Regions from separate parts of the Mus musculus genome. Here region 2 is linked to region 1. A link is a contact called in public HiChIP or PLAC-seq data. All regions are on one chromosome and are shown on one strand. Each heading gives the region's core, a stretch centred on a gene start, on an enhancer-like site or on the middle of the called end of the contact. The rest is flanking DNA. Distances are from core to core; before and after follow the strand shown.

Region 1 (4,055 bases), core at 518-3,017:
GTTCTTATACATGGTGGCACTATAGCCAAAGTAGCCTGCGAAGGAAGGCTGATAATGGCGGTCATCTGTGCTAGAAATTGACAAATGGGAGCCTAAGACAAATTAGGCCTTGAGCATTAACCTAGGAAGCATTTCCATCCTGTGCCCAACAGAAGCAGGAGAAACGCAGGCACCTCACAGAGTGAATGTGTTTTAAGAATCTAGAAGCCGGGCAGTGGTGGTGCACACCTTTAATCCCAGCACTTGGGATGCAGAGGCAGGTGGATTTCTGAGTTTGAGGCCAGCCTGGTCGACAGAGTGAGTTCCAGGACAGCCAGGGCTATACAGAGAAACCCTGTCTCGAAAAAGAAAGAAAGAAAGAAAGAAAGAAAGAAAGAAAGAAAGAAAGAAAGAAAGAAAGAAAGAAAGAAAGAAAGAAAGAAAGAGGAAGGAGGGAGGGAGGGAGGGAGGGAGGGAGGGAGGGAGGGAGGGAGGGAGGGAGGGAGGGAGGGAGGGAGGAAGGACCTAGAAGGCATATGGTTGTTTGGAAGATAATGGCCGACCCGTCCAGCAGGTCCAGTTATTCAAGGGTCTCGAGGGGACCTTCTCCTAAGAACCAAATTGGGGGATAGAGAGAGACGAGAACCTTGTGCGAATAACAACATGGAAACGTACTGAGTGGCATCAAGGTTCCAATGTATTAGCCAGGCCCAAGGTTTAAATGCACAAGCAAAAGGGGAAGTGCCATTCAGCAGGAAGGATGGGGCAGTAGAATTGCACAAACAAAAGGGGAAGTACAGGTACTTATCAGTGGGAGGGGTGGGGCAATAGAATTGCACAGGAGGGGTGGGGCAATAGAATTGCACATTCTTTAGGCAGTTACATGGGGAAGCAGGAACTTGGTGGTATCAGGGTGTGGTCAGGACATCTGGCACTGACTTAGGGCTGGAACATCCTGTGGTTGTTCTCGGAACAGTGTGTCGTGGCCCGCTTTTGACCCCCCTTTCTTCTCGGGGGGGGGGGGGAGGCCCAATTCAGAGATCAGGACAATTGTGTTGTCTTAATGGCTCCCAACAAATGGCTATGGAGAAATTGGACTTATTCCAGTGATACTGAGGAGCCAGAAGAACGATGCATTAGAGTGGGTTATTGGATTATCTGTGGACAGTTTTCATTCTTGCCAGGAGTTGCCGTGTTCCTGTTATATTAACTTTACCTGGGGAGATGTGAACAAAGGTCTGTTCACACAAGATATTTCACCGGACAAGTAACAAACCCACAAAGTCCACTATGGCAAACCCATCCATTTATAGGTTACTTTGAGAAACTTGGGTGATTCAAAATCAGCCCACCCCAGCCCCATGAGGACTCTTGGACTCCTTGCACAACCTGCAGGTAGCTCAGCAGATGGGTCAGAGTCTCCAGGAGTCCCTGCTAGTGGGAGTTTCTTCTAGGCAGCAATTGTTAACTGATTCTACAACCCCAGAGCAGGGCCTTGAGGGTCTTGCATATTTTAGCTTTCCGGGTTTGTGAGGCTATCTGCTTCCTGATCCTGACTTCATGAGTCAGAGGAAATTGTTACACATCCTGTAAAGATAAGTCGTGCTTTGGTTGGCGGGGGGGGGGGGGGGGGGGATGATGATTTGGGGGGATTCGGGGGGGGGGGTGTGCGGGGCTTGAAGAGGTTACGTTTGTTGGGGGGGTTACGTTTGTTGGCTTGAATTAAGCAGACACTAGGCTTCACCTATAGAGAGAGACAGTGAGATTCTGTGGAGACTTGAATAACAATGGCCCCCATAGGGTCACTGATTTGAATGCTTGGTCACCAGGGAGTGGTGCTATTAGGAGATGTGGCCTTGCTGGGTGGGGGGTTGGGGGGATGTAGCTTCATTGGAGAAAGTGTGTCACTGTTGGGTGGGCTTTGAGCCAAGCACAGAGGTTCTCGCTCTCTTCCTGCTGCCTATGGATCTGGATGTAGAACTCTCAGCTCCTTCTCCAGCTCTATCTATGTCTGCCTGCAGCCTGCCAGGCTTCCTGCTATGCTGATAATGGATTAAACCTCTGAAAATGTATGCTAGGTCACTTCCTGTCACAATTATTACTGATAGTAGTGGCTAGGCCCAAATTTGGAGAAAATACAAATGAACCTAAAACAATGGTCTAAAAGGTTTTGACGGATTTAGTTCAATATTTCAGATAGCCCCAGGCGTAGGACTGTGGAACTTCTGTCTGAAAAGTTGAAAAAAAATGTGAAGAAGCTCGTCTCAGGGGTCCATCTCGGCCATCTGCCCTGAACGCTGTGCTAAAGTGGTTCAAGTGGTGGACAAAGGCCTCCTTGTCCTCGCTGTCCCCTCCTTCACTCTAAACCTTAGCATCCTCCCCCAAACCTCTGTGACTAACACCACTCCATAATTACTATCCAATCTGAAACTTTCTCAGAATGCCATGGATCCCACCCATGTGGCGGGCAAATGGTGCCCACAGCTGCTGTAAGCAGGCAGTGCAGGCTGGCCCATAATGTGGGACTGTGCAGGTTAGCCCACCCAGAGTAAGAGCGGGCACGGAGCATACCCAAGGAGACTCCCCGAAGCCAGGAAGTCTGGGATGTTTCCCTCCCCTTGGCTTTGCATTAGTTAGCTGCTGTGTGAGGGTCTGCAAAGGTCATGGCCTAATTATACCTGTGGACACCAGACAGAAGCAGTGTGGACAGGGTCTCCAATGACCTGCTGTGCCTCCCTGCCCTTCCCCTAGCCTGAAAGTTCCCCAACCAGTCTGTCCAAAAAGTGCATGAAGTATTAACAGCATTGAGGAACAAATGGTGGGATTTTTAGGTGGTGTAGTTATACTGTAGATGAGAGAGAGAGAGAGTGGGGGGGGGGGAATACCATGCCTTTTACACAGATACACACTGACTGACCTATTTACAGATAAAAAATTATGTCTAATATGTCCAGCAAGATAATCCACTTGAGAGAGACTGATAAAGACTATTCAAAGTACTATCTCCTTGTGCTGATATAGAGTGGGTAATGAAAGGACGAGGTTAAAGTGTGTGTGTGTGTGTGTGTGTGTGTGTGTGTGTGTGTGTGTCTGAAATTTTCCATGATGAAAGGTTTTCAAATTCCACAAATATTTTCTACTTTTCCAGGGACCCTAATTTACAAAGCCAGACTGCCACAGATACCTTCTTCTCTGATCCAAGAAACCATCTTGTGTGTGCTATTATTGCATATGTTCTTTGGCTACCTTTTTCTTTTTTTTTTTTTCTTTTTTGTTATTGTTGCTGTTCGGGGTTTGTTTGGAGTTTTTGTTTGTTGTTTTTAAAGTTGTTTTTTTTTAAAGTATGTGTACATATGTGTGCCTGAGTATGAGTTTGTGAGTTTGCCTACACTACCCTCAGAGGCCAGAGGGCTTCAGATTCCCTGGACGTAAGGCTACAGGCAGTTGTGAGCTGCTGGATGTGGGGACTGAAAACCAAACTCGGGTTCTCAGTGAGAGCAGTACAGAGTCTCAATTGCTAAGCCATCTCTCAACCTCTGGTGTTGTCTTTGGTTTAGAAAGTCTTGCCATGTAGCCCTGCCTGACAGAACAATGTGACCCAGGCAGGATGGAAGAGAGGGCAGTCTTCCTGTCTCTGCCTTTCTAGTGGGGACCATGGATGTGGGGACATGCCTGTAATCCCAGCACCTAGGAGGTAGAAGCAGAAAGATCAGAAATCCAAGGTCATTCTTAACTACAAAGTGAGTTCACCGTCAACTTAGGATATATGAGAGAGAAGGGGGGGATGAGGCAGAGAAAGATCACCCACTTCTGTCAGACATGAAAATACTTTCCTGCCACTTACTAATACAGAGATTTCAAGAGGAAAAGAACTAAGGCCGTTTTCTGTGGTTTTTCTCTTCTTCTTCTCCTTCTTCATCCTTCCCTTTGAGTCAAGAAGGCTACTTCTGAGGTCACATGGTGTGGATCCTTCAGTACAGGCAGTGATGACTGAGTCACTCAGCAGGAGATGGGATAGCTGGAAAGTCCTTGGTAATGTCAGCACTGTTCATTTGTCTACATTAATGCCAAGAGGG
Region 2 (4,149 bases), core at 378-2,877, 110 kb before region 1:
TTTAAGCTAGCTAGTCCTAACGTGGCCAGTCCTCCAAAGCTCAGGCGCTCCATACCTTATGGGCAGAAGAGATTGTTATTGCTTGCACTGAGCTTCACAAAGGAAATCTTTTAGTACATACTTCACCAGTCGGCCTTCCTCAGAACTGAAATGCAAAGACAGAATGGAGGAGTTGGACAGAAGGTTGCAAACATTTACATGACAAACTAGCCTCTCAGAATCCACCAGGGGAACCAGTCACCAGTATTCTAGTACTTTCCTGTCATCTACAAAAATCACTCACAGTCTTTACTAAATACGATTTATAAAAAATGGCCCCTGCAGCTGCCGCAGATATCTCCTAGGCCGGCAGAGATGGGAGGGCGGGACTCGGCTAGAGCTAGAATCCTTGCGGTCTCCGGGCTACGACCAGGCAACAGCTTTCCCAGGACGATCCTAGGAAGAAGGCAGGATGCTCCCCTGGGGAGTTCCGGGGGGCAGGGGAGCTCTGCCTGGACCTAGAGATGGCTGCATCCCAGCAGGGTGGTGACCTTTTGTTTCTACTGGTTTTCAAAGACACCAAGGTTTTGTTCTTAATTCACACGCGCGTGCGCGCGCACACGGGAGAGAGGGAAGGGGGCGGGGAAGAAGGAGTGAGAGAGAAGAGAGAATTAGGACCCAACTAATCCAGCAACAAGCTTGTCCTGGCACCTTGAGAGGTTAACCAATTTCACTCTCCTGTAACTGGAGCGAAGCCTTTCTTTTCTCCCTGAGGGGGACAGAACAGGGTCCCCTCTCTGCAGCCCCCACCCCACCCCCCAGAGACTCAGCTTTCCTGAACAATAACCCAACTGTCTGGACAGGATGGGAAACTGTCTCAGTGAGTTGGGAGCCCACCCTTGTACAAACCCAGACATGCACAAAAAGTTCCGCGTTTCACCGCAGGAAGTGAGGACGGTGGCTTCAGGCATCATTAATCATTTTGAAGCGATTATTCTTAAAAGGGAGTGAAAAAAAAATACAAAGATGCAGCTTGAGTTAGTCATGCCCAATAAAAATCAGCACTTCTCCAAATCGTATTTCCCTGAATCCATGTGGAACGTTTAAGAGCACTCTCCACTGACAAGAGTCCAGACCAGATAGGGAGTCTGTTTCCTCTGTAATTAGAACTCCCTCAAATACTTGGGACCTGACAGGGCTAGATAGGGAAGGGCGCGTGGGGTAGCGGCGAAGCTTTATTTCCTCTGCCTTCCAGCCCAGGAATGCACAACACATTTTAACAAGAAGATAAAGCAAGAACAATTTAGGGTTTTGCGTCCTCGGGGAATCTTTTTTACACCCCCCCCCCAATTGAAATTCCGTAAAACAAAGCTAAGAACAATCCTGCTTTGTCTCCTAATTGAGCTAGGGAACTGTGAAATCCCCTACCCCACCCCCATCACCTCACCAGGCCCCGAGCCCAGCAGGCAGGGGCCGGGAAAGCAGTAATTCCCAAGATTGCCTGCCCCATGGGGTGGGTGCTTACAGAGCAGGTCCATCCTGAGCGGTCATTCAAATCTGCTCACCCTTACAGGAAACACGCCCCGGTCCAGGCCTTTGAAGTAACAGTGTGTCACCAGCAGAAGGAAAGTGATCGCTAGAAAATGAAATCTACTCCATCCTTTCAAAGACATTGCATTTCCTGTGATTCCTGGGTCCAGAGGAAATGCACTCGATGAAATTGAATTAATTTTTTTTTTCCTCCTGAAGTCACCTGGTCTGCCAGAAGCCTCTCTCATCAGTTCCCTCTCACTGAGCCATTGGCCGAGTCCCCAATTTATTCATTTATTTCTTAATCGAGATATCTAGAGCAGAAATCACAGGATATATGTAGAAAACTGCCCCCCTCTTACCATGGCTCCCTCCTCACTCCTGCAGACACTTCACAGGTAAGTGAGCCTAGGGGCTGATGCCACAACCTTCCTCTCCATCCCCCGGGACCATGTTTGTCTATTTTGTTGGTCAGATTTGATTATTATTTGTCATTTTTCTCCTAGCTTAGCCCCCCCCCCCACACACAGAGTTTTTGTACAGTCCCAGGAAGACCCTTAAAAATGTGCTGAGTCACACTGACTTCTAGGAGTTTCAGGGAGGAGCAGGTATCTATCTGTAACCCTGTAGACTGATATTAAAGAGCCTAAGCCGGGTAACCCGAGTGTCCACAGGGGCATGCGGGGCAGCCTGGGGTATTCAGTCAGAGCCAAAACAGGGCAAAGACGTTTGGAAGATGGGATGTAAATGTTCATTTAGGCCGAAAGATGGTGTCCTGCAGTGCAATTAGGACCCAGCCTGGGAAGTCAATGCCCCAGCGGCTAGAGGAGAGAGCTGAAAAAGGAAACCCGCAGCAGAGATGGCAGATGGGTAAAGAGTTACATCATCCAGAGAGGGCAGTCAGGTAAGGAAGAATTTTAAGGATATCAGAAAGACTAGATTGGAAATGGATGTTAATATGAATAGTGTTCAATGGATAAAGATAAATACAAAACTAAGCATTACTCTGTGTTGGTTTTCAGACCGTGGACAAAGCGTTGAGGTGCATATTTAACATACCAAAGTGGATCTGGCCTTCAGGTTCTCCCAGCATCCTTCAGTCTCAACCTGGGTCTCTACCTACCCTCTACATATCCTCTACACATTCCGCTGGCATATCTCCCTCCCTTCTGTCTCCCTCCCCACGGTGACTTTCCTGGCCTCTATCCTTGGGATCGGTGAACTCACTAACCCAGGAAAGGTTTTCCAATAACCTGCCTTTAGATATACTCTAATCTGGCTTAATTTGGCTCGTTTCATGAAATAACTTTTGCTTGTTTGTTTGTTTGTTTGTTTGTTTGTTTTTCGAGACAGGGTTTCTCTGTGTAGCCCTGGTTGTCCTGGAACTCACTCTGTAGAGCAGGCTGGCCTCAAACTCAGAAATCCACCTGCCTATGCCTCCTAAGTGCTGGGGAAATAACTTATTGCTCTGTAATGAAGTATTTAGGAAAAAGGGATGCTAAAGGGTGATATTTTCAAAGTTTCATGTATCCCAGGCTGGCCTCATACCCACTGTGTTGGATCTTGGGACATCTTTGAAGTTCTGACCCTCTTTCTCCTGCTTCTTGGGTGCTGGGATTGCAGGCACATCCTAGTATACCATACATTTGTGATGGATCTAAGTGGAGGTCTTCATCTGTGCTGGCAAGGACTCTCCCAGTGGAGCCGCATCCCTGGCCCCCAGACACTGACTTTTCAGTACCATCCTCTATTCCAGGAAACCAGAGCCTCCTGAACAAACAACTGAATCCAAAACAGAAACTTAGAAAAAGTCAGATGAAGATACTATCTTGCTATGCCAAAAAGGATGCGCTCAAGAAGAAAGATAGAGATGTTAAAGGAACAAACATCAGCCTGACTGAACTCCCACTGGCCACTGAAGGACAATATGAGCATCAAAAAATCATACTATTAGTAGATGAAAATTCGTTGGATGAAATGGGCAACTATGAATTCATTCTGAAGCCAGAAACCGATTGGAAGCTTGATGCAGGGCAAGATCGGGGTAGGGGGATGGGAGTGGGAGAGCAAGAGCCTTCCCTGCTAAATGCTTAACAGATTCAGGAGAGAAAAGAATGGCTTTTAGCTAAGGAAGCCTAGCAGACAGGAAGCTAAAGGAGTGGTCACCAGGAATGTCATCAGCTTTGTGATCTGTGCCACCTGCTAAGACACTAAAGAGAACCCCAGTCACTTCTAGACGGTCTCTCTCCAGAAGGCTCAACCCAGATCTGATTACAAAAGCACAGAGGCACAACCTCAAGAGCAGGTGGATGGTAAGGCCATTGTCGGTCACAAAGCAAGGGGAGGTGCCTAAAGAGATGGCTCAGCAGGTAAGAGAGCTCGCTGCTCCTCCTGAGGTTCCCAGTTGCCATGCCGAGTGGTTCACCACTGCCTGGAACACCAACTCCAAGAGTAGCCCACCAAAGATCCCAGACACCATTTATAGACAACGGAAAGTCTGTTCCACCCGGCCGGTACTATACTCCACAACTCCGGTACTATACTCCAGTACTCCAGAATTCCAGCCAACTAGTACTATATTCCAGTACTCCGGAACTAAGTGTAGCCCTGAGCACTTAGACCAAGGGGCTTTTAAAAGCA

The links. HiChIP or PLAC-seq counts read pairs in DNA pulled down with a chosen protein or histone mark.
Region 2: an H3K27ac HiChIP or PLAC-seq map of embryonic stem cells shows a contact between it and region 1, with 9 read pairs. The contact joins the promoter of Lncenc1 here to the enhancer-like site in region 1. A contact is called at or near these places in 9 of 484 Hi-C or Micro-C datasets (the N1E-115 cell line, Th1 cells, brown adipocytes and 3 more) and 6 of 115 datasets of contacts at active chromatin or transcription factors (embryonic stem cells and epiblast stem cells).

Annotation. Positions count from the first base shown.
Region 1 is chr13:97,318,348-97,322,402 of GRCm38.p6, reverse strand. No RefSeq gene overlaps it. Among named protein-coding and RNA genes, the nearest start is that of Gm33390, 21 kb to the right of the region's middle. Within about 2 kb of position 1,767, at least 19 of the 459 cell types and tissues checked have an H3K27ac peak or open chromatin away from gene starts, as enhancers often do. A contact at or near this core is called in the N1E-115 cell line, embryonic stem cells and epiblast stem cells, where this site is marked.
Region 2 is chr13:97,432,448-97,436,596 of GRCm38.p6, reverse strand. It overlaps Lncenc1 (long non-coding RNA, embryonic stem cells expressed 1), which reads right to left and starts at 1,627. Exons shown (of 2, transcript NR_110432.1): 1 at 1,505-1,627.